Regions from separate parts of the Ovis canadensis genome. Here region 2 is linked to region 1. A link is a contact called in public Hi-C data. All regions are on one chromosome and are shown on one strand. The core of a region is the stretch at or near the end of the contact, and the rest is flanking DNA. Distances in the headings are between cores, read along the strand shown.

What was found. A called contact is a pair of places that touch in the nucleus more often than the background predicts.
Region 2: a contact with region 1 is called in a Hi-C map of fibroblasts, with 5 times the contacts expected there. The contact joins the promoter of JARID2 here to the enhancer-like site in region 1. A contact is called at or near these places in 2 of 2 Hi-C or Micro-C datasets (fibroblasts and lung).

What each region holds. Positions count from the first base shown.
Region 1 is chr20:56,084,608-56,088,332 of ARS-UI_OviCan_v2, forward strand. The region is part of intron 4 of JARID2 (jumonji and AT-rich interaction domain containing 2); the gene reads right to left. Among named protein-coding and RNA genes, the nearest start is that of JARID2, 160 kb to the right of the region's middle. Within about 2 kb of position 2,139, the one cell type or tissue checked has open chromatin away from gene starts, as enhancers often do. A contact at or near this core is called in fibroblasts, where this site is marked.
Region 2 is chr20:56,243,463-56,247,187 of ARS-UI_OviCan_v2, forward strand. JARID2 (jumonji and AT-rich interaction domain containing 2) reads right to left here and starts at 1,766. Exons shown (of 19, transcript XM_069563841.1): 1 at 1,423-1,766.

The DNA.
Region 1 (3,725 bases), core at 889-3,388:
CTCCACAATGAAACAATAAAACCAGCAGGTTAGAGAGCAGAGGTGTGGGGAGCAGCCAGGCTCCCATGGGCCCGAGAGCTGAGTGGGGGCCCTTTAGAGCCCCCCAGAGCCCCAAATAGAGGGGGAAAAGGTGACACTTTATGTTTTGGGGCTCCAAAAAAATCACTGCAGATGGTAACTGCAGCCACAAAATTAAAAGACACTTGATCCTTGGAAGGAAAGTTATGACCAACCTAGACAGCATATTAAAAAGCAGACATTACTTTGCCAACAAAGGTCCATCTAGTCAAGAGCTATGGTTTTTGCAGTAGTCATGTATGGATGTGAGAGTTGGACCCATAAAACATGCTGAGTGCCGAAGAATTGATGCTTTTGAACTGTGGAGTTGGAGAAGACTCTTGAGAGTTCTTTGGACCACAAGGAGATCCAACCAGTCCATCATACAGGAAATCAGTCCCTAATGTTCATTGGAAGGACTAATGCTGAAGCTGAAACTCCAATACTTTGGCCACCTGATATGAAGAACTGACTCATTGGAAAAGACCCTGATGCTGGGAAAGACTGAGGGCAGGAGAAGGGAACCAGAGAGGATGAGATAGTTGGATAGCATCATCGACTCAATGGACATGAGTTTGAATAGGCTCCGGGAGTTGGTGATGGACAGGGAGGCCTGGCATGCTGTGATTCATGGGGTCGCAAAGAGTCAGACACAACTGAGCGACTGAACTGAACTAAACAGTCCCGAAGCCTGAAGGCAGACCTTTGTGAAACTTAAAGAAACAGATACAGCAGGTGAAGACTCTCAGCCCTCCAGGCTCTCATCCTTCCAGGAACCTAACTCATTTTAAGTGGCTGTGAAAACAAAGTACAAATACTTGACAGGGAAAAACGTCCTGAGAAAGACACTTTGTGGCAAGGTTGAGGAGAAAAGAGATCCCTCGCACACTGCCACTGGGAGAGTGGATTGGTGCAGCTAACTTTGCAAAACACCACAGAGGTTCCTCAAAAAAGGAACAGAGCTACTAGGTGATCAAGCACTTCCATGTGTGGGTGTTTACCCAAAGGAAATGAAGTCGCTATCGCAAAGAGATTCCTGTGACCCCATGTCCACTGCAGCATTATGTACAGGACGAATGGATAAAGAACACATGTGCGACCCGTGTACTGGAATATTATTCAGCCATTAGAAAGGAAGCTCTGCCATTTGTGACAACATGGATGGTCGCCCAGGGTGTCACACTAAATCAGACAGAGAAAGAGAAACACTGTGTGATCCTTCCATGTGGAATCTAAAAAACCAAACTCAGAGAAACAAGAGTAGATTGGCGAGTGCGTGTGTGTGTGTGTGTGTGTGTGTGCGCGCGTGTATGGCCAAGGTAAAAACTTCCAGTTATAAGATGAGTAAGTTCTGGTGATCTAATGTGCACCATGGTGACTATAGTTAATATTATATCCCACATTTGAAAGATTAAAAAATAAAAGTGCATTAAAAAATGAAAATGCATGAGGCAACGAATTCACTAACCAACCTTACTGTGGTAATCGTTCCATAATATATACACACACCAAATCAGGCTGTACACCTTGAACTCTGCACAAGGTTACATGTCAATTACATCTCAATAAAGTTGGGGGGTGGGGAGAGAGAGACAAGACAGGACCCAATGACTAACATTCAAATGTAACCTAACATCCCAGAAATTTAAAATAAACTAGCCAGAATGAAAGATTTAACTTGGTATTAAATCAAGCATTTTTCTATTAAAACAAACCCAAATCTATTCATGGAGCAGAAAGAAAAAATTTAAGACAGACCACAAAACGTCAAAGAAATGTCCCAGATACAGAAAGCCGAGGAGCCCTATTCTATTGTTGACTGTCCATCTTCTCATGGCCCCCAGAGAGATGAGGAAACAGTGGTTCAAGACAAGTATTTGGTGACCTGAGCAGGATTAAGCCACTACTGAATACTCTTAGAGAATGCACAATAACATTCTGTCAAAATGCTTGAATTAACAGCCCATGGAATGCACATAATGGAATTTTGAGGCACTTGGATAAATGAATGGGTTCATTGCCTGTGGAGGGGCAGGGAGCGGGAAGGAGCCTCTGTTGTCATGGTGACTGTAAACCAATGCATTCCTTTCTACACTTGACAGTGGTTAAAATAAACACAGATGAGAACTGACCCTATTTGCCCTTGCAAGAATCCTGTGACATTCCCTCTCCCCAGTCATCTCCTCTGGAGAACTGCTCCACCCCACTCTCGGTGCACACTTGCTTAGAGGCATCGCCGCTCCCAAAAAGGAACCCGCGAGCCGAAAACACAACACTATCATTTTAAAAGATAAAGCCACTGAGAAAATGGAAATGAGAACATCAGGATATAGCACTGCCTTTCACGGCAAACGTGACTAGAAGCATGGATTCTGTGCTCCAAGGGACAGCGACAGGGTTAGTGTCATCTCTCCTCCTCTGATCTGAAACACAACATGTTTTCTAAAGACACAGAAACTGCTGGGCACACAGTGAACGGCGGAAACAGACTTATGGAGGTGTGTGTGTGTTTTACGGGCAGATTCCCCCGCTGGGTATAAATTAAACTAAATCCTATGCAAGCTGGAACATGTGGAATCAGGGCGAGAACAAGAGGTGCGCTGGCACCTCCGTGTGTACGTACTCTCACCCCCACTGCACCGCTGTTGTGCACACACACACTCACACACAGGCCCTGGAAGGGCTGCAGGGAAAAGGCTTGGTAGAATCATGAGAACAGGGATGGGACGGATATCACACTGTCTGCCTGGCAGCCAGACGCCACACGTGAATACCAAGTAGGAAACAAAAGAAGAAATCAGTTGCAGGAACACAGGGGTGGTGGCAGTTTTGGGGCTCAGTCGTGTCCAACTCTTTGCAACCCCATGGGCTTCGAAGCCCGTGAGGCTCCTCTGTCTGTGGGATCTTCCAGGCAAGAATACTGGAGTGGGTTGCCATTTCCTCCTCCAGGGGATCTTCCTGGCCCAGGGATCGAACCTGGATCTCCCACAATATGGGCAGATTCTTTACCATCTAAGCCACTAGGGAAGCCCATTGTCCACTTTGGTGAGTGTTTTGGTAGCAGGAAAACACTTCCACTCAGTATGCCCTCAGGCAGGGCACACATACCACAAAGAAACAACTACCTAAAGTCAAATTGCACCAGAAAAAAAAAAAAAAAAAAGAGGTGGGGGTGGAGAAGAGGTAGCGTGCAGCCAGCGACCTGTCTATAAATAATTTCAAATAAACCGCAAGGGAAGGAACGACATCACGGTTCTGTTTCTGCACAAGGCAGATGAACAAACTGAGAAAGGAACTGTCTGGAGACATATCAAGACAAAGACCTCAAAAGCCGTCATCTCAAGCAGGCATGGCAAGAGCGGCTAAGGCCCCAGCTTTTTCTATAAAGGGGAAAAGAGGGCAGAAAGACAAATTCGGACCACGCTGCACCCACGGGGCTGAGTAAAGGTTTGTTCAAAGGTGAACCCAAAGCAGAAAGCAACAAGATGATCACAGCTCACCAAAGGGAAGAAAAATCTGATTCACTGACATTCTTAAAGGAGCCACACAGACTATCAAGCGGCGACCAGGGGAGAATATGGCTGAGAGATCTCAAGACTTTTGGGAGCAAAGGCTGAATCTACCTAATGACAGCGAGCGGCTCTCAGATTTCTGAATTGTGGGCTTCA
Region 2 (3,725 bases), core at 516-3,015, 160 kb after region 1:
AACGTGAAGGTCCTTAGTGTCTGAGCTGTAGTTACATCTTGGAAAAGAAAAGGGAAAGATAAATAAAAAATGTTGGAAGTCACGTTTGTGCTGCAGCAGCAGTGCGAGCAGAAGAGTCAACTCCAGCGGCGGCGGCGGCGGCGGCGGCGGCAGCACCACAGCGAGGGCTCGCCGAGTCTCTTTTTTCCAAGCCCCCTAACCAATGAGATAGAGGCTATCCAGCCCAACTTTAAATGGACTCTGCTTTTATACAAGTTAGGGCTCCTCGGATAATTCCCCGCCGGACGCCAGCCGAAAACTCCCACAGCTGGGCCACCAGGAGCCCGCCTACTCCGGTGCCGACAGCCCCTGGCCCAGCCCAGAGGACCCTCACGGCCCCGTCGACGAGATACCCGAGAGGCCTCGACAAACCCTTCTAGGGCCACCCCGCAGGCATCGCTCCCACGCCAAGCCTAAGACTGGAATTGAGAGAGGCTCCCTAGCTCAATGCATGGCACGCTCGGTCGCTCCACCTCACCCCCTTTCCCCAGCTTGCCGCTCACCCCTCGGCCGCCACAACGCTAGACCCCGCCACGCCTCGTGTCTACCTGCAGCCGGGCTGCTGGGTGCCAGTGCCCCAGGACTCCTGGCCCCGGGGAGAGCCGCCTATTCCCGGGGCACCTTAGAATGGTCCCCTTGATCTTCTGGAAGTTGTAGTCCCCCGACTACAAAATGGCTATGGCCATGAGCGCTGGGAACTACAATTCCCAGCCTGCCCCGCAAGCCTGTCACTCAACTCCCTTCCCCTCCTCCCCGCCCCCGCCCCCCTCGCCGGCCCTGCCAACAAACGCTTGGACGTGTCCCGCGTGTGACACTGAGCGAGGCTGGCTCGGGATTGGCCCGCAGAGCGTGTGGTCCGCGAGCGAGGAACTCCCCACGCCGGCCCGCCCCCGCCCCCCGACCACGGCCCCCCTCCCCCCGCGGCGGCCGGCCCCCTCCCCGCGCGCCCCGCCCCCACCCGCGGCGCGAACCGCCTGTGGAATCGAGGAATCGCGCGCGCGCCGCGCCGAGCGGCGGGGGAGGGACGCGCCGCGTCCCGGGGGAAGGCCTCGGAGCGTGGCGGCGCGGGGGGCGGTGTCGGCTAGGGGTTGGAGCCCGTCCTGAGGAAAACTGGGCCACGCACCAAGAGGAATCCTCGGTGCGAACTAGTTGATCGGCGGCGCCTGCTGCCTCGGCGGCACAGCCGGTGTCACCTCAGGACACCGCCTCGCGTCTCCACACGGAGCGTGCTGCGGTCGGGCTCGGGGGGAGCCCGAGGTCACCTCGCGGAAAGGCCACCTCCCGGCGCGGCACGCGGCCTGGCGGGCGAGAACGGCGTCGGGGGTGGGGGGACCCCAAAAGGGAAGCCCCGGCCGCCGCCTCCTATACAAAAAAAAAAATCACCGTCTTTTAAGAGATCGCGCTGGATCTTGGCTGGTCCCGGCGTCTCTTGCGTCTGGAGTGCCTGTTAGCGAGGCTACAACGTTGAGGGGAAACGAGTGGAATATGGAGTCCGAGCCACACAGACCCGCACACCGCGAGGAAGCGTCTGGAACGCCGATTGCCGGGAATACCACCCGCGGTAGCCACGCGAGAACCCGCGTTCTACCTGCCTCTGCCCCCTGTTGTGCTCATTTAATCGTTGATCTAAATGAAGGAGGCGGTCCCGGTGTATCTCTTCGGCCTTCGCTTTATTAGCTACTTCAAGTCTCTCTTAGCCAGTCTGCATTGTTAATTTCCTTATTCGCACCGTATGTGTAGAGCAGTGATGTTTTAAAGGATCTCCTCTCGGGCAGTTCTTTTAAGAAACGAGAAGTGAAATTAAGTACGCCTTCATACTCATTCCTATACATTCAATTCTCCTTCCCATCCCCTAGATTCTCCTTATGTCGGAAGTATCATAATCGTTAGGTTTTATTCGCAGCAGTGTTTGAAGTGTTTGAGGAGTGTCTAGAAAGGTCTCAGAAACTGGAGGTGAGAGACCTGTCACACCACCCAGGGCCCTTTCCTAAAAGGTACAGGATGGCCTGTCTGAGCTGGTCGATTTCCTCATCAACAAATTAGTGATCATCACATCTTATGGAGTGGATTATGTAATAGTGTTAGCCCAGCTAAAAAACAGACACGTTATTAAAAGATTTCAGTAAATCAGATAAAGTTTTGCCTTTGCTGCACAGCATGGTATGCTGGATCTTAGTTCCCTGATCAGGGATGGAACCCGTGGCCCTGAAGTGGAATCACAGTCCTAACGGTTGGGCCACAGGGGAATTCTCAATAAAGCGCTATTTTAAAATGCTTTTTAATTATGACTTTACCTTTTTTTAAAAGATCTGCTTTCAAAATTGAAATAATGTGTCATATGTTGATTTCAGTCATAAAAATAAATGACCTTCTGTGCCTTCATATGGCACATATCCTGAAGGACCCAATAGAACAGATTCCATTTTTCCATACTGGCCACCCAAGTGACTTTATACAAGTGACTTTTTACAATGAGGTGGTTTCAAGAGACTTTCTGATTATTATGACCTGTATACTGGCAGCCTCCACTTCACACTCAGGGTTTTAGCCAGCTCTCAGGAGGTTTAATGTCAGATCTGCCCTTCCCCAGGCAAAATTCTTAAGAACAAAGGTGGGTTTCTTCTAGGTTCTCTCAGCTAGCCTCTGAGGCTAGGCTTCTCCATCCCCAGGCGGAGAACTCCCCTGCTGAGCTACCAACTCCAGGTCACCACATAAAAACCATTCTAGTTGAGGCTGGAGGGCAAGCGAAAGGAAGGAATTTGCTCATTTCCAAAAGATTTGGATAACATTCATGTTGTTTTCCCTGAAAGGGAAAATAGACTGGTCTTTTTAGGGGTTGAAAGCTTTTCCTGTTGTGGAAGCAACTATCTCCTGATGAACTTCCTTTTACCTTTCCTGTCTTTTTACCCCTCTTTTTCGTCCTCTATCAGTGAATTATCACTCTTTCTCCTGATGATTTTAACCTCTTCCAGCACTTATCTTGACCTCTTCAAGTCGTGGTGTGAGGGATAGGAGGGTGGGGGAAGACCTCACTAGGTACAGTGTTGCTACAGGACCTACATGCCCCCACTGATCTCATCTGAAGACAGAGAACACTCAAAAGTCCTTTGTTAAGAAGCACACAGCTCAGTAGAAAAGGCAGACTCATGACTGACTATGATACCTCTGAAAAGTACTGTATTTGAACTATGAAAAGGTGGTCAAGGGAATACATTACTGAGGTGACCAGGAATGAAGGAGTTTTGAAGGATGAGTAGGAGTTCAGCAGTTTAAAGTATGCTAAGCAACTTTACTGCATTAAAAAAATAAAATCCTTGAGACCTAAAAAAAAAAAAAAAAAAAAAAAAAAAAACACCACACTCATGGATGGGACTCAGTTTTCTTTAGAAGTAACCAAAGAGAAAACGGAGAGGTGAAGAGGAGCCCGAACGAGAAAGGACCTGCATGCCACTTTGGACTTTGCCTGTAAGCTAAAAAGAAGCTCAGAAGGATTTTCACTAGAGGGATAAAGCGGCTTTGTGTATTTGAAAAGTGATTCTGATTGTGAGAGATGAAGTTGAGGATTGAAGAAAAGAGAGGCAGGAAGAGCTAGAAACCAGTTGCAATGTACTAGCATAAATAAGATGAGAAATGGTTATGATCTGAATAGAGCAGCAGAGGAAAGAGCAGAGAGAGCAGAGAACAGG